Linked DNA regions of Mus musculus: all the other regions are linked to region 1. A link is a contact called in public Hi-C and HiChIP or PLAC-seq data. All regions are on one chromosome and are shown on one strand. Each heading gives the region's core, a stretch centred on a gene start, on an enhancer-like site or on the middle of the called end of the contact. The rest is flanking DNA. Distances are from core to core; before and after follow the strand shown.

Region 1 (4,963 bases), core at 1,757-4,256:
GGAAAGAAGGGAGGGAAATGAAAGGAGTGACAACTATTGTAATAATATTAAAATGATATCCAATGTTGCATCCTGTATCTTACCATTTGCTTGGTTCTCTTTTCTCTGTGTTGGGTTAGGGGAAATGTACCCCCCACCCTCATAACTTCAATCAGAGCCTACGTGTTCATCAGTGCATCTGATAATTTTCAGGTTCCCTAGTGGACCTCGTCCCTACTCTTTATCTCTGATCTAACGTTTCCCATTCTGCACTTTCTCCTACCCTCCCCCTGTCATTCAAAGACCTAAAACATCTTCCAATCACCCAGTAATCCCTAGGCTGGGTTAGGGTTGGCTTATGATATCTTCATAAACACTGGACCCTGAGAGAGAGAAAAAACCAATCTAGTCTTCTTTAGAACCATGTGATCCGCACACGGTTGCCAGCGCTCTGGCTCTGGGCCCACAGTCCAATGAAACAGAGAGGTGTTCCCCTGCTGGGTGGTGTGCTACTACATTAGAAGGACACTGCACACACTTTATACATAGAAGGTGGTTCCTGGGAAAGCTGTGAGAGAGTGAACCCCAATGATTAGCACCCCCTACCACCTCAGAAACTGGAAGACGGTAATGAAGTCATATTATTTTATTTTAGAATATATTAGAAACTATTTAGGAATATTTTAGAGAGTCTAAGATTCATTTCATTCTTTAGCAAAGTAAGATGTAAGTCATCCTGACTTTCAACTCCAAACACCTGAAAGGGCCCAGGCAGGTCCAGTGAGAAGGAGAGCCGATCTGTGCACTTTAATCATACAATAATGTTGCCTGCAAATAAGATGTTCTAAAACTTTAGGAAATTTTGAGAAAGTATAGAACAAGATAATATTCATTCAGTCTTAAATGCAGTAAGAAGGGTCTCTAGGTGATTCTCAACACTCTTTAAATACACTATTATTTGTAAATCGGTTTCTTTCTATCCCTAGTTTCATATATGAAAGGCTTTTAAATGCTATCAGTTGCTTCTTCTATTTCATTGCTGTATCTGTTTCAAGCTGGGTCATCAATATGACGAATGACATGAAAAGATTTACTATTCTTCTATCTGCCCTTACACTCCTGAAATTAACTATACTTGTCATAGTGTGTTAGTTTTATAAGACTTTCTTAGTTTAATTTATCTTTTACTTATGATTAAATTTTATACTGGGTGTGATGGCACATGACCGTAATCTCAGCCTTTGGGTGATGGAACATTTGAGATGACCTTGAGCTACACGAATAGATCCTGATTACTTTTAATAAGCTGTAGTATCAGGATGATGCTAGCTAGCCTTGAGAAGGGAGCAGTAGCAATTGAAGCAACTGTGGGCTAGTCCTTTTCAAGGCCGAGTGGGTCTCGACAAGGCAAGTTAACCAGGGAAGTTAGGACAAAATCTTTTGAGGGTTGAGAGTTATACTTCATTTTCTTTGAAGCCTTAAGAGTTAGCAAGGTGATATGACACGGTAAGTTTACAAAAGTCAACAGCTTTCCTAAATTAGAGCAATGAAAACTGTTTCACTTGGAAAAAAAAAAACCTATAAAATAGCCAAATCAAACACATAAAGGTTGTTGTAAAAATAGCTTTAATGTACTTAAAGATATCAGAGACCTAGGCAGGAGGGGCATAACTCAGTGGTGGAAGAGGTGTTTAGCATGTGTGAGGTTCTGGGTTCATATACCCAGCCCAGCCCGACTCCCGACACATGGCCTGAAATACAGGAAGAAGTGTGTTCTGGATGAGAACTCATTATTTTGAAAAAAACTGAAAAAGAAAATTAGGAGATATTTCTTATCAAAGAGCAAGTACATTAGGAATCTATACATTATAATAGCATGGCAAAGCATAGGAATAAGCAGAGGATTAGCAGATAAGAATATTCAGGAATATATGTATATATGCATATGCATGCAAATTTAGCAAATGTACTTCAAAGTAGTAAGAAAAAATAATTATGCTATGCAATAAGTATTTGGGCAACTGGTTAACCATTTGGCAACAATTTTTAGAATTTCTTATTGAACAGTATCATTTCTAAGAATTCGTTCCAAAGAGGTTAATGAATGTCTGAACAAAAATAGTGATTATAGTAATTTTTGTTACATAGTAACTTGTGTCTCTCACAGTAGATTATTTAAGATATGTGTGTAACATGTAAACTATGGAATGCTATAGTCTGAAGAAATAGATTCATACACATGGGAATGGAAAAATATATTAAAATGTAAAAAACAATCAGGTTCTGAATCTGTGGTCATTCTTTGACCTATTTTTAAAAATACACCTATAGTCTCACACTACTTCTTTGCCTTTAAGAATATTCTTCCATCGTACCTCTTTTGTGACCGGTGTAAGAACCTATTTGAGGCCTTAGCATTCAAGGCACTCAGGTAAACCTGCTTGGAAACCTCCATATTTGCCATGCTGTCTAAAATTTCACGTTTTTACATTCTTGCGTTTCCAAATTACTTTTTGCTTTCTTCTGTCGATTCTAAAATCCACGAGGACAGGGACAACATATTGGTCAGTGTTCACGTCCAAGCCCAGTGACACGTGGCCAATAGCTCCCTTTATTTATTTATTATTTTCTAGATTGCAAACACCTAAGCACCTGATTTCAGCAAGCTCATTTACACCCTCAGGTAGAACTATCATCACCTCCAATTCGAGGATGTTGCAAACAACAAAGAGGTTTGAAGCTTTAACCTTTAAGCCATTGGTCGAGTTGTGCTTCTCAGGCCTAGTACTTGGTTGGCCACTAAACTCGGTATAAGGTGATCTTTAATAAACGTAGGTTCTGCATGGAGGAAACGCAGCCTGCCACGCTTGACGATCACGTGGTGGGTATGATGGCCGGCTTCAAACAGCTTTACCACACAGGTAAAGGCGGCCCGCGACAGCACGCGCGGAAGTTCCAAGGGCGCCATAGAGGCGGAGCGAGTTTGCGGTGGGCGGGACCGCCACTGATTGGCTGGATCCAGGCGGAAGTCGGGAGGTTCGATGGTCCGAAGACGCCAGCTTGTGACGGGGAGGGGGAGAAGGAAGGCTTCCGTAAAGGGTGCCTTTCGGTCCTTTCGCTCCTGGGGACCCTCGGAAAAAGCCCACCATATCGACCCCACGGCTAGCCCCTCCCCCAGGCTCTCTCCGCTCGATTTCGCACCGTTATGTGGGAAGCGAATCCGGTGAGTAGCCGGCGGGACGGGGCGGGCCCAGTGGGCGGGGTTGCCTGAGAAGGGCGGGGAGGCGTTCCCGGGAACTCGCCCCCGCGGTGCCTCAGGCTGGGGGTTTGCGTTCCGGGGTCGTGGCTGTCCCGCTTCGCGGGGGCCTCCTGCGGGCCGTGGACTCGCAGCTTTGAGCCGTGGGAGCGTTCGGTGGCCGCTTCTACGCTGTTGCTTTCCTTTCCCGATTGTTGATTTTACTTCCGGGGGCTTCTCTGTCTTCGCTTTTTTCCCTCATTTTATATTTTGTATTCTGCTTTCCAGTTGAAGTTACTGGCTTTCGAACCTGCTAGTTCCTTTCGACCCCCGCACCCTCGTTGCTCCTTCTTTTTGGAGCTACAGAGCATGGAGGATCCTCTATATGAGTTTCAGGGGATGACGTTCTTAAATGTTTTCTTTCCGTGGTTAGAACAATGATCTGGAATCCTTTGTTTGCCTTCAGTAGGTCTTATGTCTGCAGGCATTTTTTTTTAATACTTGCTTTCATTCATTGGTTCGTTCGTTCATTCATTCGTTCGTTCATTCAAACTCCTACCCGCCATGAATGAGGATTCAGATCTATTTGTCAAGAGTATTCAGATCTTGTTATGGGAATGTAATAGTGAGAAAAATGTACGCTGAACTTAAAACTTCGGGGTCGATGGGCAGAATCGCATTTCAAGAAATTTGTGGACTTAGTTTGTGAAACTACCTCAGAAGCTGAGCTAACCATTAATTTGACTTCAATAACCCTCTAAGTCAATACTTGAAGTAACCCTTTTGCTTTCCCTCACAAAACCAGTAACCTACTTCCTACTTAAGTGTATTATCAGTTAAGTCTATCAGTAAATTTTCCCACGTCTGAAAGTTAGTACCTGATTAGAAATGAGCCCATGAATTGGGATTCAGTCCACATTGTAGTTCCATTCCATCCCATTCCATCATGACAGTTACCAGATAGTTTTGATTCATACACTAATACTGTCATCAGATCAGGGCAGAGGAAAGTATACGTTTGGATGTGATTTTAGCAAAATTGGGATAGCTGTTCATACATACACGCTGTTCACTGTTAACTATTAAGTGTCATCAGTATCCATCTCTTACATGTCAATATGGAGTTGGTTTTTACCAGCCGCCCCGCCCCTTTGTGTTGATTTCCCCACAACATACGTCAGCAGTGTATATATTCTGTTCAAGGTCACGTACTTCAAATCCTCTGAGTTGTGTGTTCAACTAGAGAACAGCTCCTGTTGCACAAGAAATGCTTGTTGAATTCTTGACAGTGACTGGCACAGGAATGCACTAAGGGTTCTGTGCTCACTCTGTACCTCTTTCCTTCAGGATCACACTTCTATCTGTATTGTTGGGCCATTTATACCCTGGTGAGAATTACAAAGGATCTAGTGAGGGTTTCATGTGTTTGGTTTATTATAAAAACCATTTTCTTGGGGAAAAAAAGGGGGGGTGGGAGGGAGCACTCTTCTGTGAAATCATAGGTAAGACTTTTAAGTTTTGCTAAGCAAGCTGACTTTTGTTATTACTAATGAACACACAGCCTTGTGTTTTCTGTGCTCTGGCCCATCCTCATATGGCTGAGTTCTGTTGGTATTGTTTTTCTTTATTTTGGTTTTGGCCTTGATTGTTTACCTTTTCTTCTCCTGTGAGCACCAGAATGTTGTCAATAAACACAGCTTAGTTTTTGAAAAAAATATCTCATATGTTTATGGGTGTTTTGATTGCCTG
Region 2 (4,763 bases), core at 1,111-3,610, 480 kb after region 1:
CCTCCCCCATTCCCTGCTGCTGTCATCTTTCACACTCAGCTGCTGAGATTTTCAGTGGGGGAGGAAGGGCTTCTCACTGCCGGTTAACTTTGGCCACGTCTTGAGTCTGCTTTTTCTTCAAGACTATTCTGAGCATAGCCTCATATCTCCATGAGTCCCGGCCCTCCTGGACCAGCACCTTAACGGTTATGTGGTGGTCTGCTGGCAAGCCTTGCAAACTGATTTTGTTTTTGCTTTTAAATCTCATGTGCAGAATGGTGAGGGGGACCAAGGAGGAGCACTTTGGTAAAGCTTCCTTGTTTGTGGCAGAGTCCACACAGCAGCGCAAGTCTGAGATGGCAATTTTATAAAAGTCTTAAAACTGACCTCAAAGATAGCAAAATAGATGCCGAGCTGCCGCCCTGCGTCATTTGCCCCTGCGTATCTGACCTAGAAATTACCAGGCACTTGGCTTGCCCCAGTGTGGGGTGAGTCCATCTGAAGACTGTTTCTAATTAACTGCCCTAATGTCCTAGGGAGACGTATTTCTACATGTTTCCTGCAGAGCCTCTCATTATAAAATACACTGGTTTCGTTCAGAGACTACTGTGCAGTCCCAGAGTCCTCGCAGCTCTGTCATTTTAAAAAGTATCTAACTTTTTTTTGAGTTAAAACTGTTCTATTAAAGAATTATCGGGGGTGGGGGGAGGTGGGGAGATGGTTCTAAGAAATAAAGACCTCGCTGTGCAAACATGAGGATGGGGGTTCGATTCCCCCAGATCCATGCAAATGCCACATCTATGCAATTCCCATGGCAACACACCTCTTCCCCAGGTCACCAAGAGCGAGAACATATGGAAGAAACAATTCCACCCGAGTCCACCTTGGCGGAGCAATGAGTTTATTGGTGTTTGTCACAGGAGCGTAGGGGACCAAAAAGCAGCTTTCTGCCTGGAAAGCTCACTCCAGTACAGATGAGGCTGAATCCCTGGCACTCCACGCACATCTTGCAGCCAGCTCCACCCAAATGTTCCCCTGTCCAGCAGTTGCTTCCTGCTTATGTAACCTTGGGCAGAGGCCTATGACTCTTGTTGCTTTTTGTGTCCTGAGAGGATGCTTCCCTTTGAAGGAAGTAGTTACACAACCCTAGGCATCACTCCAGCCTCCTGACCCTTGCTCAGGTCACACTGAGTAGTGCAGATGTGTCCTCCCAGACAGGCAGAGTCAAATCCTTCTAATGCTTGTGTTCCTGGGTCCCATCGCTCGCTTCTTGGCAAGTGAATAACTTTCTCCAGTCTTCTTTTGTGCATTGCAAAGTGCCTAGGGACACATATGCAAATTAACTCTCAGCATCAGCCTGAGAACCTGAGGGGGAATGTGTCTCAGACTTCCCCAATCTCTAGATCATTGACATGTCTGCTGGGTAGTTTCGCACTGTAGAAACTGTCCCATGCTTCAAAGGTCAGTGGCACCCTGGTTCTGCCTTCTGGAAGCCCATAGTACCTTCTGTACCGCCTGTGACAATTGAAAAATTGTCTCCAGATTTTGCCAACCAGTCCCTGGAGGCAAAGTCTTTCCAGAATAAGTGAACCATTGGGTAACCTGAACCGAGGTAGCAGCTGTGTTGCCTTCCAGACAGAAGATAAAACAACTTTTCAGCACAGACCCTGCTGCGGGTTCCTGTTGTCGCTCACTCCTCCTGTAACCCAAGGGTGTTTCCCGAGCATACAGCTAACCTTACCAGGCACAGTGGAAGAGCCAGGGAACTCCAAGATGTGTTTCCTTTCCCAAGAAGCTCACAGTTACTCTGGGGAGACAGGACTGAGCTCTTCGGCAGAAGCAACTGAGACAGCCATGAGCCATGAGTCTTGCTGTGTTGAAGGTGAAGACCTCCCCAGAGCAAAGGAGCAGTGGAGCAGCAAGGGAAGGGATCAGAAGCCACTGAGTCCAGACAAGAGGACCAAGGAGACAAGGCTGAGTCAGGCAGGTGTCAGGAAGGCAGTGCTGTGGACATCTTCAGGGGTTGGCACTGTAGATTCAGGGCTGAGCTGGGAAATGAAGGACAGGTAGGCACTGCCAGTGGCAGGGGCAAAAGCTTGAAGGCTGGACAGATGGCCTGGGGTGCAAGGGGAGGCTCTCTGACTCATACCAAGGGACTGAGATGATCGTGCTGTGAGTCTTCAAGGGCTGAGTAAAGTGTAGAGGAGGAGGCAGCAGGGTTAAGGCATTCCTAGGGCTCATGACCTCCCATCACAAATGCAGCAAACTACCAAGACCAATCAGTCCTGTGCTCAGAGCTGCAGGGTCCATTGAGCCCTTTGCCTGCCTCCTGGAAGCTGTCACAGGGAGCTATGACTCAGGGCTTATCTCTCTCCCAGGTGAGTCACACATCTGCAATCTTCTTGCAGTAGGAATGGCTGCCTGAACTGTCACCTGTGGCCAGCTCAGTCCCCTCAAAACGCCAGGCTCCACCCCTGCTTCCTGGGACACCTGATCACGCCAGGGCATCACTCCTTGCTCCCTTGGCATTTCACACAGTACCAAGGTGTCTCCTCCGCATGACACCTTACACATGTCACATGGCCTGTTGGATAATCTGAGCAGTCCCAGTTTCACCTGCCATAGAGTCCAGAGATGGGACATGGTTTCATGTCTCTCTCCTCCCTCTTTATACCTGTTCTGAGGAGCTACCACAGTAGTGATTTCCCCAGGGGAGCAGTATGAAACAGCCACCTCCTCAGGTCTGGTACCCATGAGCTGACAGAGAAGCAGGTGGCAGGATGTGATCTCCTAGCTGCCAGCAGCCTAATACTGCTATTCAGGGACAGGCACTCCATCACCTCTTTCCTGATATCTTGGAGGACATGCTAATATACATTTGAGAGGTCTGGGTTGACCAGTAGTCCCTGCCTATGGGTCCTGTATGGCAAGACAAAGGCTACCCTTAGTAAAGGGTAAAGAGAGTGGAGGACAACCTCAAGCCAACCAAAAGGGAAAACATATTAGAAGCATTGAGGCCCTGAGGACTGTGGAGTAGTGGGACAGTCTCCTGAGTGGTGACAATGCATCTACACTCTCTAGTGGGCCAGGCAGTTCCAGGACTGTCCTCTGCTTATCTAGACTGCTAGTCCCTGACACTGTCTGGAATCGTTGCTTACCTCAAGCCTACACTTGGCTATGCTCTGTGAGGAAGCACGTCAGAGCTCTGGAAAGTCAACTTCTTTAACCAGTCGGGATGGAAAGGGCAGGCGATGCCACCATTGCCACTGGCAAGGGATTGAAAGCCCAAGTCCATGCTCAGGACTTCCACAGATGCCTGGAAGCTCGTATCCTACGTACAAGGACCACAGCAACCGCATGGCTGTTATGGAAGTATACCACCCTGGTCTGAGAGTATTTTTGTAATTTGCAGTGGTGCCCATTCAGTCAGCCCCAGTGAGCACAAGAGCCTGACTTGTCACAGATGCCAAGCTTGCCACCAGCTCTCTCGGTGTCTTCATGCCCTTTCCTGAGAGCAGACACAGGCATCATAGACCTCTTAGATGCATCAGCTTACTCTGGGTCTCATTCAGTACCATCTATCCTAACAGGTTGAAGAGTCTTGGTGCCAAGGAATGTGTCCTGGGGAGCCTATAACCCCTCCCATACTACGAGTCCCGAGTCTCATACCTGGAGCCTGGAAAGCCCTGTTTAGACAAACAGAACCCTAGACAATGCCTACCGCAGATGGGATCACAGAATGTCTAGTCTGTACACTCATGGCACCCCACTCTTGTCTTTTCCATATCTTCATCCATGGAATGATGGGGTGCATCTGGGAGGAACTGGCAAAGCTTGAATGTTCAGGCCTTGTATTATTTTCTATGACAACATAGGAGAAAACAGAAAGGGTGATCAGGAACATACTTTGTCCTCTCTGCCTAGGCTCCTTGGGTGACAGGCAGTCTAAACCCCCATCTAGAAAGACTAGCAAGTTTTCCTGGTCACCAATGGTAGCTAGCCACAGTGCTGAGAGCAGAGAATGCAAAGATATTACCAAGGGCCGAGACTTAATTGAAAGGGCAGCTTCGCCAGGGTTCTTTCCTTAGGAGATGAAAGAAATCCCACGCCCTTTGTGTGTGCTTCCCAAGCCCTGCCCATCAGGCAAAGAACAATGGCTCTGTCTTGCCCTCCTGAGGGCCCATTACAGCTGTCTTCTCCTGCCCACATACCTTCCCCTACTTCATCTCAGATGTCACCCAGTGGTGGCCTTCCTAAATCCTGTGATCTCAATACACTTTCGTGGCTGCCCCTATGTGGCCTAGGGAGAGGGCAGATATTCTTCTTAGTGGCCATCTGCTCTCACTTCTCTATTCTCTTCACCTCCCTCTGTTCCTTGTCCCTCGGGTGCCTGTGCTCTGCCGACACTCCCTGTCCCTGTCTAGTCCTCTCCCAGATCATATGGGCCTAACCTGTTGGCTCCCATGAGGCTCAGGAGTGCTAATGATAGTTCACAGCCAGGTGGGAGCCAGGAGACAGGCTCACAGTCAGGTACCTGAAGCTCAGGGCTGGCACTGAGGAGCCTGGGAGAGGCAGGCATGGTGAGGGCAGCCAAGAGCCTTGGGGGAACCTATGTAGTATAGGAAGCAGGCATTGGATCTGGAATATATAACTCAAATCACCACCCGTAGGCTTCTATCTTTGCCTTCTCCATGGCCCTATTTCCTTGGCCCAGCCTGAGTGTCTGCATTGTCAAAACACAAATGTTCCACACTTCTTGGGGTACTCTTCTGCTTGGAGTATGC
Region 3 (4,923 bases), core at 1,915-4,414, 380 kb before region 1:
GTCGGGGGGGGGGGCTGGAAATTTTCTATTCTGTCTATGCTGGTAGGCAGAGGTAGTTGGTTTGACCTTGTACAGACAACCACAGTTGCTATGAGTTTGCAATAGCTGCATCTGGTCTGGAAGACAGCATTTCACAGCACTCCTCCCCACCCTCCAGCTCTTGCATTCTCTCCACATTTTCCTCTGTTGTGCTCTCTGTGCCTTGGTATGGGATGCTTTCTGTGCCTTGGTGAGGGTGGGTGTTGATATAGATGTCCAGTTTAGGGCCTCTCATTCTTCTCTTCTCTTCTCTTCTCTTCTCTTCTCTTCTCTTCTCTTCTCTTCTCTTCTCTTCTCTTCTCTTCTCTTCTCCTCTCCTCTCCTCTCCTCTCCTCTCCTCTCCTCTCCTCTCTTCTCCTCTCTCTCTCTTTCTTTTTTAAAGATTTATTCATTTACTCCATGTATGTGAGTACACTGTCATTGTCTTCAGACACCAGAAGAGGGCATCGGATCTCATTACAGATGGTTGTGAGCCACCATGTGGTTGCTGGGAGTTGAACTCAGGACCTCTGGAAGAGCAGTCAGTGCTCTTAACCGCTAAGGCCTCTCTCCAGCCCTCAGCCTCTCATTCTTGACACATTGAACAATAATGTCTCTGCTGCTGCCCACAGCACAATGACACTTCTCTAACAAAGGCTGAGGGCAGCCCAAGTCGATAGCACCAGGAGCTGGAGACATTCATATTTTGAAATAGAGTCTTGTGTGGCCAGGGCTGGCCTCAGACTTCCTTTATAGCTGATAATGACCATGAACTCCTGATCCTCCTGCCTCTATTTACAAAATGATGGGTTATAGGCATGTGCCACCACTCTCCCTTGTGGCCATTAAATATTAATTAATAATCTATTAAATAAGACTCAGATATAAGCATTTAAATGTCAGGCAACTTTTATCTAACCTTGGAGTGACACACACATGTTCCCTATATCTCCTGGGAGAGAGCTTGGCTTACTAAGAAAAAAGTGATGTCTTTGCTACCTAGTCTTTCTTATTAAGGGGTAGGTCACACAGCTCTGGCTCTGATGGGCTGTGGGAGTTAATGTGTCATTCAATCCAGAGTCCAGGCTGGTCACCAGCACCCTCTGTGTGCATTGGCCACCTATACTTAGGCAAGTTACATAGACCCTTCCCATTGGTTTCCATATGTATATAAAGGAAATATGTAATGGCCTCCTTACAGGGTTATTAAACGAGTTAGCACAAGAGAAAAATAACCAGGCTATTAAGAGGACTAGTGGTCTCTCAGTGAGCATTAGCTGTGGCTATGATTCATCCTGGAGAAGCATCCTGGGGCATCGGTAGACTTAGTTCTAACTCTACTGGGTATGACTCTGTGACTTCGGCATTACAGACTAGCTCTCCGCTCCTTCACGTATAACATTAAAGTATTAGCGCTGGGGAGATGGCTCGGTTAGCAAAGCACTTGCCACATAAGTGTGAGGACTTGAGTTTGATGCCCAGGGCCCACTTACAATCTTATAATCTCAATCTGGGAAAGGAGAAGCAGGAGGACGCCAGGGGCTCGCTGCTATAAGGTGCACAGCTCCTGAGGAGCAACCCTGAGGTTGCCTGCTGATCCTACTCAAACACATATACATACACACATGAACACTCTCAGAAATGGCAACACACACATACACACACACATTTGTTTTGAAGTCCAGCCTTAGTGAACACATCTTTAATCGCAGCAATCAGGAGACTGAAGCAGACAGAGCTCCGTGAGTTTGAGGCCAGTTAGGGCTACATAGTGAGGCCCTGTCTTGGTAAATAAGTAAGTTAATAATAAATACAAGTTTTAAATGGTAATAGCACAGTGTGCCTGTCTTATAGAGTTGCAGTGAAGCTCAAAGAACTAGTGGATGAGAAAACACTCTGTAAACCACAGAAGCCTGGACCCAACTGGAACTGGAGGTGGAACGGGCATCTCCACTTGCCTTGGCGTGTGCAAGCATCCATGTGCTTTACACGATGGCTACTCGTCTTTATCTGCTTCCTCCGCTTGATTTGTCACATCTTGCTCTCTCTTCCATCCGCTTTGATGTCTATCTTGTGGGATACTCATCTGTTGTAGGAACTCAGTAACCTGGGACACTGAGTGAGCAGTCCTTTTCTTGTGGCCATATACTGCTGATGTCTGTTCCAGCAGTCTGCCTTCCAATGGACTGTGTGTGTTAGTCTGCCTTCAACCTCCTACCCCACACACCACACCCCACACCCCACACCGCTGCATCAGACGCACCTCCACAGAGGGCATGCACAGAGCAATTTCTGCAGTGAGGCATCCACTCATACAAGGTCCCAGGGTGTGGACATGGGCTGGGGAGGTGCCCAGTCCTGCAGCTCCTGGATGCTTCCTGCCCTCTGATTCCTCTGATCAGCCAGCAGTGCCGTTCCAGTCCTCCAAATGAGTCTCCTTCCTATTGGCAAAGCCATAATTGCCAGTTTAGTTCCCTGCCTCATCCAGACGAGGGAAACTGAGAAACCAGATCTTGCCATTTTTGCTGACCTCAAGACCTTGTTTTCTTTCTTCTTGCCTTGAGGTCTTTGGGAATGGTGATGGGAGGTGTTGAGCTCATGCTCCCACCTAACACCCTTCCTGGGGTTTGTGTATGGGGGTAGGGGGGAGTCTCATTTGCCTGATAGCATCACTTATGACCATATATCAAGACACTTGCCAGATGCAACAGCCAGGAGTAAGCTCCAAGAACACACTTGGCAGCTGGAGGAAAAGGGCTTAAGCAAACCAAAACAAGGACACTGGAGGGAGATGAGTTAGCGAGGAGGCGGCTTTCTGGTTTTCTGGGGTTTTTTTTGTTTGTTTGTTTCAGTACTGCTGGCTGCCTTCACACTTCCTGATGGAAGTGGGGACAGGTCAACAAATGACCCAGGGTCACAGATAACTTTTGCCCACACATCATTCACTTATGGGAGCACTGGCTTGAAATTGAGGGGTGTGTGCGTGCATGTATGTGTGTGCCTGGAACTGACGCGCCTTCCGCAAGCCTAAGAAGTCTGGGCTTTTTCTTTGAATGGATGATTACAACACAGAGGATGTGGCGGCATTGTTTTTCCTGCTTGATGTCACACCACCACCCTTTAAAAGTCCCGGGGAAAAAAGGAGGGAATCTAGCCCAGGATCCCCACCTCAGTTCTCAGCTTCTTCCTAGGAAGAAGAGAAAGGCCAGCAAGGGCCCAGCCTGTCTGGGAGTGTCAGATTTCAAACTCAGCATTAGCCACTCAGTGCTGTGCAATGCTAGGGACCTGCCTTAGACTCCTGGTGGGCGTGCTCTGCACTGTCTGCAGCTTGGGCACTGCTAGAGCCTATCCGGACACTTCCCCATTGCTTGGCTCCAACTGGGGAAGCCTGACCCACCTGTACACGGCTACAGCCAGGACCAGCTATCACCTACAGATCCATAGGGATGGTCATGTAGATGGCACCCCCCATCAGACCATCTACAGTGAGTATGGGTTCCAGGTTGGGAAGAGGGGAAACTCTCTGCTGTTGACCTACAGAGGTATTGGGGAAACCTTGGGCTAGATAAATTGTCTAGTTTCTTGTATGCATAGTTTTGGGGTGTGTGTGTGTGTGTGTGTGTGTGTGTGTAACCTAAAAGGAAGATTTTTTTTCTTCCCCTTTATTATTTGACTCACAAGTTTTTCTCAACCTGAATAATTGCTATTGTAACCCATTTCCAATAATGAGAGATAATTTTCTTTTCTTCTGCTCAAGAATTAGAGGGAAAGATGGACAGAAAGACAAGGGCTCAAAGAGAAGAATAACCCAGACAGAACTTAACTGGGAGAGACTAGTCAGGGTTACATTGTGAGACTGTCTGGAAACTAAAGCAAACCTTCTCAAGAGACATTATGTTAAAGACAGACCACCAAGCTGCTTTGTCTTAGCAAGTCTGACTGAATGCATCCACTCAGCAGGTGTGCAGGGTACTTCAGAAGCGTCCTGTGTGGTTGGTTGGTGGTTCTTCTCTGAGAAGCTGAAATGTGTTTAGTTGCTAACAAAACTGATTAGCTAGTGGTGAACTCACTGGTGATGTGAAACAATTGGAATATTCTTAAGGATGGAGTCTATGGAAAATTGGATCACTAATCATACCTGTCAATCAACCAGATGTATTCAACTGAAAGCCCCTTCCAGCATAAGGAATAACACATAGAAAATAGAGTGGCAAGAGAGATGGGTATTGGAAGAGACACATGTTCTATGTTACAGACAAGCAAAAAGTATTCTAAATGGGGCTGGAGAAATGGCTCAGCAGCTAAGGGCACTTGCTGCTCTTACAGAGGGTCCAGGTCCAGTCTAGCACCCAAGTGGTAGCTTATAGCAATCTATAACTCCAATTCCGGGAGGTTCAATGCCCTCTTCTGACCTCTGATGGCACTGAAGAAATGTGGTACACAGAAATACAAGCAGACAAGACAGCTATACACAAAGAATAAGACAAAACAAAACTGAAAAATTACTCCAAGAGGGTACAGAAGATGCAGCTAGGCTCTGTGCCATGTAGAGCACTGAGCAGTGGCAGTTTGCACTTCACTAAAGAACTTTCTGTAAGGATTATGATCGCCTCTGTGCTGTTGTAGTAGGTGAGCCCATTTCCTGGATGTGGCCTTGCTGTGCGAACAATCTTCTCTCTGCTAGAAACCAACAGACCTTAAACCTAGCAGCCAGGTACAGGCACACGCAAAGCCAGCAGCTTACACCTGCCCACGGGCTACACTGACAGGAAATGGGAGGACGAGGAAGAGGAGGAGAAAGGCTCTCTCCAAACACAAGGCATGCTCCAAAACTCAGGGGTCTAAAGGGGGGCTTGGGGTTACCTCTTGGAAGTCAGGTTTGAGGCTGATGTGGAGAATCTGGAG
Region 4 (4,754 bases), core at 2,190-4,689, 470 kb before region 1:
CACACAGTTGAAATGGCTTGAGCAGTCTGGGAGGTGACCTTCCGATTGCCAGCTGACACGTGCTCTAAAGTAGATTTGTCATTATAGAGCTCCAGGAAGTTTTTCCAAAATCAAAAACAGAACCTTGGCATTTGGTGTAAGGTATGGGTTCTTGTCTATGTGGAATATGTGTTTTAAAGACTGTTTAAGTATCTCAGTGACACCCTAAAGCACGGCAAATACACAGAGCCCCAAAAGGGGCGCCACAGCTGGAGACGGAAGGACTGGGGAACAGATGTGAGTCTTCTCTTTTAAGGTTCCCTACAGACCCGGTTTGTGTTTGTGGCATCATGTTCAAAGACACCGGCTCAGGTTAGTACTGAACACTTGGGATTTCTCCTGCTGTGCTTTCTATTCTCCCATAGGAGAACAGCAGTCTAAGAGTTGGCTGAACTTCATGCTACATCCCGACCATTCTTCTTACTCACAAATCCCGCATGCGCGTACCCACCTACTCGCTTGAGTGTAGTGTGCCTGCAAAGGTCACTAACGGTGGAGACTGGGGAGTGGCTCAGTGGGTGGGAGCACTTGCCATGCGGGCAGAAGTCCCTGACTTTGAAGCTTGGCGTGTCTGTGCATGAACCTGTGACCCACTCATGTGGGGCATAGAGACAAGAGGATTTCTGGGAATTGTGGGCTACAACTCTAAATCCAAGTTCAGAGAGAGACCTTGTCTCAATAGAATAATGGCAAGCCTTGTACCCAGTGCACTGGCGTCCATGATGTGGACAGTTGTACATACACACAGCACACACACACTCGCACGCGCACACACACACACACACACATGCACACACACACGCACACACACACACATGCATGCACACAGTGGGGAGCAACAAAAGCAGTTTCATCAAATCCAGATCATATATTGTGCTGGTTTGGTTTATTTTAGTTTTGGTATTGGTCTGGTTTTTGGTGGGGGTGGTGGTTTTTGTTTTGTTTTGTTTTTGTCATATTGACACAGGCCAGAGTTATTTGAGAAGAGTGGGCTTTGATTGAGAAAGTGCCTCCATCGGATTGGGCTTTAGGGCATTTTGTAGATTTGTCACTCTGTGAGAGGGCTCAGCCTACTGTGGGTAGTGCAGCCCCTGAGTGTGTGGTCCTGGGTTGTATAACAAAGCAGGCTGAGCAAGCCACAGAAAACAAGTCAGGAAGCAGCACTCCTCCATGTTCCTTCCTCAGTTCCTGCCTGCAGGGTCCTGCCTTGACTTCCCTTCACGATGGACTGTGACCAGGCTGCTCTTGGTCATGATATCCCAGCAATGGGAACATAGCTAACACATGCATGTAAATCCCTGCTGGGGGATTTCAGTCCTTGGTGAGCGTTCATGGAGGAGCCAACCCATTGAGTTGCTCATATACACATCCCTAGTGCCCGTGGGCAGAGTGGCGCTTTACTGCCTTGTTTCAGTTCATAACAGGAAATGCTTCGTTTGGTATGTTTAGTGCTGTGGCTTTTTATTTCTATGTTTTTAATTACTTTGCTATTTCAAATGGTCCAAAAGCAAACTGCTGAAGTGCTGTCCAGTGTTGATAAAGATAAGAAGATAAAGATAAAGATAAAGATAAGAAAGACGTTAAGATGTGCCTTATGGGGAGAAGGGGTCAGATACGGCATGGGTTAGAATGCTGTTGGCCAAGAGTTCAATGTTAATGAATCAACAGTACATATTAAATAAAGTGACTTTAAACAGAAACACCAATGAAGATGTGTTGATCAGATCATGGAAATGTGGACAGAGACTTGCAGGAACATAATTTGATATTTCTCTGAAAAGTAGTAGCCGGTATTCACTAATGCAGAGTTTCCAGCTCCTGTGGAAGGTGAAGAGAATGACTATGAATAATGAGGATCTCAGAAGCAAGGGACACATAGAACCATCTGCATATTCGTATTTTCTTAGCCAGTGTCCTCTGGGAACAGGCACCATGACCACAGCAACTCTTATGAAAAAAAAAAAACAAAGCATGCTTTATTGGGGCTTGCTTATCATTTCAGAGGTTTAGCCCATTATCAGCATGGTAGTGGGCATGATGCTGGATAAGGAGCTGAGAGTTCTACATCTGGATCCACAGGCAGCAAGAAGAGAGAGCCAGTGAGACTGGCTTGGGCTTTTGAAGCCTCAAACCCAGTGACACACTTCCTCTAACAAAGCCATATCTTCTAATCCTTTCAAATACCAATCCCTAAGCATTCAAATATATGAACCTATGAAGGTCATTGTTATTCACATCTATCATACAGAAACAGAGAACTCATCACAAAAAAAACAGCCACCAGCTCCTCTCTGGAGATGTATCCGTATCCAGCAGGAATTGTGGTGTCATAGACAGGTGTGACCCACGAGGAGAGCATATGGACAGATCTTTTCCCCATCCTTTCTAGACTTCTCTCATTTTTCCCCTTTATATCGAAACCCATTTTCCTGTTAGCTCCCCTGTATTCAAAAGTTTCAAATCCAAGCAACAGCATAGCGTCAGAAACCGGGAGCATTGCCTGAAGAGTTTACACAAATCTAGGGTAAAGGCTGGCTCCAATCTATGCACTGTGGCTTGTCACATTAGGCATATTACCTACCCTTCTTAAGCATGCTTTCTCATTGGTAAGCTGGTTGGAAATTAATAATAGTATCTACCTCATTGAGTAGTTGGAAGGATCAAATATGAGCAGACTACCTGGCATATAGTCATTCTATAAATGTTTGCTATTATCCTTCCTTCCTGACTGCCTGCCTCCTCTTCCTATCTTCCTTCCTGTCTGACCTTTTCTTCCTTCCTTCCTCTCATTAGATAGTAGGGATACTAAGTCACTTAAAACACTATGTCCTCGAGGAGTTGGTAAAAGAACACAGGGTAACTCAAAGTACCAGCCAACATATGACCAGGATACACAGCCAGTGCAGAACAAAACACAAGAGTGCTATGCAAGTCAAAATAGAAACATTAGCAATGCATGGTCCAAAAGAGATGTCAAATCCATTGAGAGCAGTGGGCTTAGCTCTGCCTTTCTCTGGCACTGAGTGGGTATCCTCTAAAAGCCCTTGTTATTCTCAGTGGGTCAAGCCCAAATCCTCTTGGCAGGCAGACAGCACCACCTGTGTCAGTAGTGGAAAGTTTCAGATACAAAGGGTCGGGCAGGTTAGAATGTCAGGAGGAAGTCACAGGGTAGGTGACTAACTTTGTATTTGAGTGGAGCAGGACGAACTGGTGGATTTTTGTCAAGTGAACCTAAATTTTAGACATAACAATAGGATGAAGTAGTTAGAGGAATCCGAGTCTACCCACAGAACTGTGATAGGAAGTAGCTGTCCTGCCACACGTCCCTGGCTATCTCCTGCAGCTCTCTTGCTGGTTAGCTGATGAGATGTTTCCTGCTTTCCAGATGAGCAGCTGAAACTAGAGGATTCAGTGTTAGGAAGGAAGGGAGGGGCGTAGTCCTGGGGTGGAGTGGGAGACCAGTCCTGGGCTGCATGCTGTGTGGTGAGCTAAGAGAGGAAGTGGATAAATACTTTTTGTTCTTTCTAAGAATCATCTGAATCATTTTGACTGGTGTAACATTTTCTAATTGAATTTCCTCTGTTATAAAATGCATCCAAAAAAATGTAGAAAAGTTCAATGAAATTTTTCAGCTGACCTACCCATGTACATTCTTGTACATGTAGTCCCTATGTTTGTTAAACCATAATGCTGTGCTGTGTTTTCGTAAAGGGTCTCTTGTTTGCTATTTGTTTGTTTGTTTGTTTGTTTAGTAAGGGTCTCACTGTGTAGCCTATGCTTTCCCAGAACTCATAATCCTGCCAGAACCTCACAAATGCTAGAATTACAGATGCGCACCCCAGCACTTGGCTCTTCTTTTAGAGCACATCAAGCACCATAGATCCAGGCTGGCCCACTTCCCTTTTTCCTCTTGTATCAGATATTGATAAACATTTATGTTTTGTAGTATAGTGGGTCACATTGGCGGTTTTCTGGGCTCTCCTTGGCTTATTGATGAGTCTCTAGTTGGCCATAGATTTATTTGGTGGATGGCCTGGGCTTGGCACTTGGGCTTGGCTGGTGGGAATGCATGGCTTACTTTCTGATGTTCCTGGCACCGCTTTCTTTCCTTCACTGGGTCTCATCCTCTGGGTTGATCAAGTAGTAGAAATTGGGGATGAGAGAGAGAGAGAACTGACCCATGCTTGCTTTGGCCACACAGTCGATTAAAGCAGATTCAAGAGGTAGACTGAGAGAATGCATATTTGGATAATCGTGTGACAAGGACATGGACTGGAGAGAGGAATCAGGGGTGATTTTATGTCATTGGGTCATAGCATCTGTCTCCTCAGCGTCCTGCAGTATCTCAGTTTTGTTATTTTTCATATTTATGGTTGCATCATAGCAACAGGGCACTATTGAGGGTCACTGTGAGGAGGACAATTGAGAGCTTTGTTTTCTACACATGACTCAGCTTGCTTTATTGAGGTCCAGTGTATAATTAGGTTTAGCAGCTTTATTAATCTTGCTTGCAGCTCTTTTGGGCCAGGAGGGTACTGGTGACAAATCTAAGGGCCTCGTGCATGCTAGGCATGCAAGCGCTCTGTCACCGAGGTGCATCCTCTGCCTGACACATTATCTTAGTCTTTGAGGTTGTGTCCACCTTTGTGCCACTTGCCCTGTGCTCCAACAGCTGTGTAGAGGCACGTTAGAATCTCTCTGGGGCGTATAAGGAG
Region 5 (4,623 bases), core at 1,374-3,873, 290 kb before region 1:
ATTTTGAGCTGTGTGGAACTCACACAGTGTCAGGTCTGTTGGTGGCAAAAGAATGGCGCAGATTCCACCACGTTGCAGTATTTAGACAGGATCCTTCTTCCTTCCTTCCTTCCTTCCTTCCTTCCTTCCTTCCTTCCTTCCTTCCTCCCTCCCTCCCTCCCTCCCTCCCTCCCCCCTCCCTCCCTCTCTCTCTTTTTGACATGTCTTAGTATCTAGCGACATGCAGGGGAAATATCTAGGTCCCATTTTTTTTTCTCATTCAATATTGATGCTTTGACTATATCAGAAACCCTAATTGTTTGGGTACTCTCTGCTTCAGGGAAAGCCAGCAAGATACCTGTTCCTAGAATTACAAACATGGCGCTTTTCAGTGTGGCTACTGAAAAAGGGAGATGTGGTCAATAAACTATTGTATTTGGTATACTTCCTAAACATCTCTCTGTAAAATGTCTTTGGATTAATGGAATCATGAGAAGAGTGCTGGCCAGCAGTCAGGAGAGGTGTGCCCACCCCTCATCTGCCTGTGAGGTTAATTGGGTCTCCATCACTCTAATGGAACACTGGAGGCCCCTGCTTGGCTTGTAAGTAGAGAAAAGGGGCTGTTTGGCTCCCGGTTTTGGAATGTCAGAGTCTCGATTAGGCAGCCCCTTTGGTTTTGCCTTTGTTAGTGACAGCATGGCCCTGGGAGACTGTGTGTGGAAGAGCTTGCATTGTCATAGAAGGGGGAGACTATGAGTATGGACCCCACAACATGTACCCAATAACCTGAGAACTTTCTCCTAGAATAACCTGGAACTATTTATTCTCCCAATGGTACCCATGTAGGGACAGAGACTTTAATAATAATGGATCCCCAGGGAACACTCAGATCTCACACAAGCCACAGCTCCGTTCAACCTGGAACCAACATGGGTATGATCATAGCATTTTGGGGTTATCTCCAGTATGTCATGTGGAAGTCCTTCAGAGCATCCCTGGCACATATCAGTGATGGAATGTCTCTGTTGGGGAGGAGCTCATATCTCAGAAGGGTATCCCATGATAGAGCAGTTCTGTGCAGTATTTATTTCTTGGATGTCAGAGGACACTTCCTGCAAAGCCAGAGTTAGAACCTGGGTGTGCATCTGTTTACTGTATGATAACCCGTGTGCTGGCTTCTTTTTTGTAGCTTCTTCCCAAGAACCATGTGACATTCCCGTACCAAGGTATGGGGAATGGTTTACAAAAGGTTATATAACTATCCAGAAATGGGAACCTCAACTTCCTGACCATCTGGCAAAAAATGTTTTAAAACCAACCGTCCGTCCATCCATCCATCCATCCATCCATCCATCCATCCATCCATCCATCCATCCATCCATCCATCTATCTATCTATCTATCTATCTATCTATCTATCTATCTATCTATCTATCTAATCTGTCTGTCTATCTTTCTATCTATCTATCTATCTATCTATCTATCTATCTATCTATCTATCTATCTATCTATCTATCTATCTATCTAATCTGTCTATCTATCTGTCTATCTTTCTGTCTATCTATCTATCTATCTATCTATCTATCTATCTATCTATCTATCTATCTATCTATCTATCTATCTAATCTATCATGTGTCTGCATGCATGTACACATGTGAACATGTATGTCTGCATGTGCTTGCCACAGCACCTGAGTAGAGATCCAAGGGCAACTTGTGGGAATCAGCAGCTCTCTCTCCTGCCACGTGAGTCCTGGGCATTGGACACAGGTCATCGGACTTGGCAGCAGCCACCTTCACCCATGCACGCCTCACAGTGCTGCCTTTTGCCATGAAAAATGGCAGAACAAGGCATAACCATAGTTAAGACTTTCAGTTTACCAGGTACTTGTGAGTGTGGGTCCTTCATCTTGTCTCCTCTTTGGACATCAGCCCCTTGGCCTTAGGCTGCCTGCTAAGGATTCTGTCTCTTCCTAATGTGTAGCTAGTGAAAAGGTGGAACTTTTCATTGCTGTCCACATGTTCCATCGCAGCCCAGTCCCCAGAGTCTTGAGTGCATCCCTATTCGGACAGATACCAAGGATGCCCTCATTTTCAGTAGACGGGGTGTGAAAACCCACCCACACCATTCTGGAAGTACAGAAAATCTTAGACATCCACTTCAGTGTTGTCCAAAGCAAGGGGAGTGGTTCGTGGAGGAGTGCTATGTATCCTAATGACTTGATATTTATTGTAATGATTTTTAATCACATATTTGATGATACCATCCTGTTTGACAAATGTTTCTATGGTGTTGAAGCTTTTAAAGAGAGATCTGTTTTACAGAACATAAGGCAAAAATGCACTGTTTTAGAATAGCATAGGCTATGTGTAAACAACTCAAACCGAGGAAGCACTAAGTCCTTAGAAGCCAGCACCAGCAGCATCTGCCCCTTACTCGCACCTGCCGTTCCTCCTCGCCAGTGGCAGAGAGGGTGGAGCAGCCCACCCACTCCTGCAAACTCTGAAGCCCAGGCTTCTGGGGGGGGGGCTGTCTTTATTTAAACAGTGTTGCCATCATTTCCTATCGCTCTTCCTGCTTCTGTTCTGGTCTCCTGGTGACTCACCCTCTCTGGCTGACCTTGGCCACTTCTCACGGCTCACTTCTGCTTTCCTGGTGTTTCCCCCATGGCCCGTGACTTTCACCTCTCTGTGTGCATCTGCCTCTGTCCTGAGTCCTCTCCAACTTTTTTTTTTTTAAGCCACTGACTTTTATCAGGCAGTTCTCCTGAAGTGCTCCATTCTAGAAGCTTTGGTCTCATTCAGTCTCTGCTCTGGGCAAGCAGCCCTGCGCTCTTATAGTCACTGGTCACTCTTTAGCATTTCATCTGCCTGGGTGACATCCTGGGTGTCAGGACTGCTGTGAAGGGGACATTTTTTATTATTATTACTGTGTTGTTGTTATTGTTGTTAAAAAGCCAAGCCAGGGGAAGAGCTGTTGTAGGGTTTTTGTTTGTTTGTTTTGCTGTTGTTTTGGGTTTGTTTGTTTGTTTTAACATTTATTGTGTGCATGTGTTGGGGTGGGGGAGGTGCATATCAAAGTATTTGTGTGACCATCAGAGGAAACTTACAGAGTTGGTTCTCACCTTCCAACACATGGGTCCTGGGGATCGAACACAGGTCATCAGAATTGGCAGCAGGCACTTTTACCTTTTACTCTCTCAGCCGTCTTGCTGGCCCCATGTAGTTTGAGCCCTGATTGTCCTCCTGCAGTTAGGTTAAAGGCTTGGTGCAAATGGGATAAGGTAAGACGTATGCAAAGGATGTTAGGTCCTGAAAGAGACTCCTTGAAGAATATATTGGGGTCCCAGTGACTCAGCCCCTCCTCCTTCTTGGCCACCTTGACTACCAAGGTGTGTGCTGCCTCACCACAGACCCCAAAGCAGTGGGAACAAAAGATCACCGGCAGAGTGCTCAGAAATGGGGAGCCAAGGTAAACCTTCCTCCTTGAAACTAAACAGCTTGCATGTTGGTTCCGGTGCCAGAAAGCTGACCTGTGTGTGTGCTGTCCATGCAGAGTCTACGTACACATGAGTTTAGCTCTCATGCATGTGCACGGCAAATGTGCCTGCTACCCAGGAAGGTTAGAAGAGAGGGCTTAAGAGCCCTAGGAACCTGGCTTACAGATGGTCTTAAACCGCCATGTAGGTGCTGAGAACTGAACTTGCGTCCTCTGCAAGAGTACTCAGTGTATTTAACCACTGAGTATTTCCTGATGTATTTCTAAGGACATGGAAAGCAACGTGCATGGCTATGTATATGCTGGGGGGAAATCTTGCAAAGGTACTCACCTTTTCAGCTGAGGACAGAAAGTGAAGTAAAGCCAAGACCTTAAAGAGTATACAGATTGCTGAAGGCATGCTGTAACAGACACAAAGTCCCTCCATAAAGGCTGGGAGACATATGGTCTCAGACAATTTAAAGAACTGCCTGTCTGAGCATCACCCGAACACGAAAACCCCACAGACCCTTCGGAGGAAGTTGTAGATGACCAAAAACATAGACTTCACACAATCTGTAGAGGAAAGTCACTTAAGGAAAAACACAGCCTCAACAGAGCTCCAGCAAGGGTGAGGGCAAGTGAGAGGTCCTACTTCAGTGTAGAAGGTGGGGGGAGATGGAGGAAAACACCTGACACCAATCTCTGGTCTCTACGCACACACACACACATATACATGCACACGGCTGTGCGTGCACGTGCATAATTTCACATTACACACAAACACATGCACAAAGAGAAAGTCAAGGAGGAATTAAGGTATTTTCGGATAAACAAAAACTGACAGACTTTATTGCTAGGGGATCACATAGAAAGTACCGACTGGAAGCTAGAAGTGTGGATCAGTGCGAGTACACACAGTTGGCACACAAAGAGGTGCTGTGTTAGATGTCTAGCACAGGAAGGGAGAGAGTCGGGGAAATATTGAGAGCTCTTGCAGCCTCAGTGAAAGGACACTAGGCAGTAACTCAAATCCACACAAATCCAGGCACCCAAATAGAATTAGGCAGGAAAATAAAAATAAAATATACATGTTGATTTTTTTCTTTTATATAAACATTTTCTTCTGATTTAATTAGTACTTATAAAATGCCATTGATGACATCA

Evidence for each region. Hi-C and Micro-C count contacts between places; a contact is called where the count stands out from the background. HiChIP or PLAC-seq counts read pairs in DNA pulled down with a chosen protein or histone mark.
Region 2: a contact with region 1 is called in an H3K27ac HiChIP or PLAC-seq map of trophoblast stem cells, with 4 times the contacts expected there. The contact joins the enhancer-like site here to the promoter of Parp11 in region 1. A contact is called at or near these places in 7 of 39 promoter capture datasets (3T3-L1-derived adipocytes, cranial neural crest, embryonic stem cells and 4 more) and 6 of 115 datasets of contacts at active chromatin or transcription factors (astrocytes, embryonic stem cells, neural tube and 2 more).
Region 3: a contact with region 1 is called in an H3K27ac HiChIP or PLAC-seq map of embryonic stem cells, with 8 times the contacts expected there. The contact joins the promoter of Fgf23 here to the promoter of Parp11 in region 1. A contact is called at or near these places in 14 of 39 promoter capture datasets (the 3T3-L1 cell line, the C10 cell line, the HPC-7 cell line and 10 more), 2 of 15 datasets of contacts at CTCF or cohesin (the NIH/3T3 cell line and large pre-B cells), 3 of 484 Hi-C or Micro-C datasets (cortical neurons, nephron progenitors and uterus), 11 of 115 datasets of contacts at active chromatin or transcription factors (T-cell acute lymphoblastic leukemia, acute myeloid leukemia, embryonic forebrain and 7 more) and 5 of 9 other capture datasets (adipose tissue, embryonic stem cells, liver and 2 more).
Region 4: an H3K4me3 HiChIP or PLAC-seq map of bone marrow-derived macrophages shows a contact between it and region 1, with 3 times the contacts expected there. The contact joins the enhancer-like site here to the promoter of Parp11 in region 1. A contact is called at or near these places in 11 of 39 promoter capture datasets (the C10 cell line, the HPC-7 cell line, cranial neural crest and 6 more), 6 of 115 datasets of contacts at active chromatin or transcription factors (the NIH/3T3 cell line, bone marrow-derived macrophages, embryonic midbrain and 2 more) and 2 of 9 other capture datasets (adipose tissue and macrophages).
Region 5: a contact with region 1 is called in a Hi-C map of erythroblasts, with 2.2 times the contacts expected there. The contact joins the enhancer-like site here to the promoter of Parp11 in region 1. A contact is called at or near these places in 11 of 39 promoter capture datasets (the C10 cell line, the HPC-7 cell line, embryonic stem cells and 7 more), 1 of 15 datasets of contacts at CTCF or cohesin (CD8 T cells), 53 of 484 Hi-C or Micro-C datasets (B cells, the Ba/F3 cell line, the C2C12 cell line and 32 more), 40 of 115 datasets of contacts at active chromatin or transcription factors (the 230-238 cell line, CD8 T cells, DN3 thymocytes and 31 more) and 4 of 9 other capture datasets (adipose tissue, embryonic stem cells, liver and 1 more).

Annotation. Positions count from the first base shown.
Region 1 is chr6:127,450,621-127,455,583 of GRCm38.p6, forward strand. It overlaps Parp11 (poly (ADP-ribose) polymerase family, member 11), which reads left to right and starts at 3,007. Exons shown (of 9, transcript NM_181402.4): 1 at 3,007-3,202.
Region 2 is chr6:127,932,976-127,937,738 of GRCm38.p6, forward strand. All of the region lies in intron 3 of Tspan11 (tetraspanin 11), which reads left to right. Gm38903 (a long non-coding RNA gene) reads left to right here. Exons shown (of 2, transcript XR_869464.1): 2 at 1-4,460. It overlaps Gm15870 (a long non-coding RNA gene), which reads right to left. Exons shown (of 3, transcript XR_003956523.1): 2 at 3,701-3,840; 3 at 1,714-2,166. Among named protein-coding and RNA genes, the nearest start is that of Gm38903, 6.7 kb to the left of the region's middle. Within about 2 kb of position 2,361, at least 11 of the 459 cell types and tissues checked have an H3K27ac peak or open chromatin away from gene starts, as enhancers often do. A contact at or near this core is called in trophoblast stem cells, where this site is marked.
Region 3 is chr6:127,069,738-127,074,660 of GRCm38.p6, forward strand. It overlaps Fgf23 (fibroblast growth factor 23), which reads left to right and starts at 3,165. Exons shown (of 3, transcript NM_022657.4): 1 at 3,165-3,503. The coding sequence starts at 3,293.
Region 4 is chr6:126,978,577-126,983,330 of GRCm38.p6, forward strand. No RefSeq gene overlaps it. Among named protein-coding and RNA genes, the nearest start is that of Fgf6, 35 kb to the right of the region's middle. Within about 2 kb of position 3,440, at least 22 of the 459 cell types and tissues checked have an H3K27ac peak or open chromatin away from gene starts, as enhancers often do. A contact at or near this core is called in the HPC-7 cell line and bone marrow-derived macrophages, where this site is marked.
Region 5 is chr6:127,160,443-127,165,065 of GRCm38.p6, forward strand. All of the region lies in intron 1 of 9330179D12Rik (RIKEN cDNA 9330179D12 gene), which reads left to right. Among named protein-coding and RNA genes, the nearest start is that of Ccnd2, 12 kb to the left of the region's middle. Within about 2 kb of position 2,624, at least 75 of the 459 cell types and tissues checked have an H3K27ac peak or open chromatin away from gene starts, as enhancers often do. A contact at or near this core is called in the 230-238 cell line, B cells, CD8 T cells and 8 more, where this site is marked.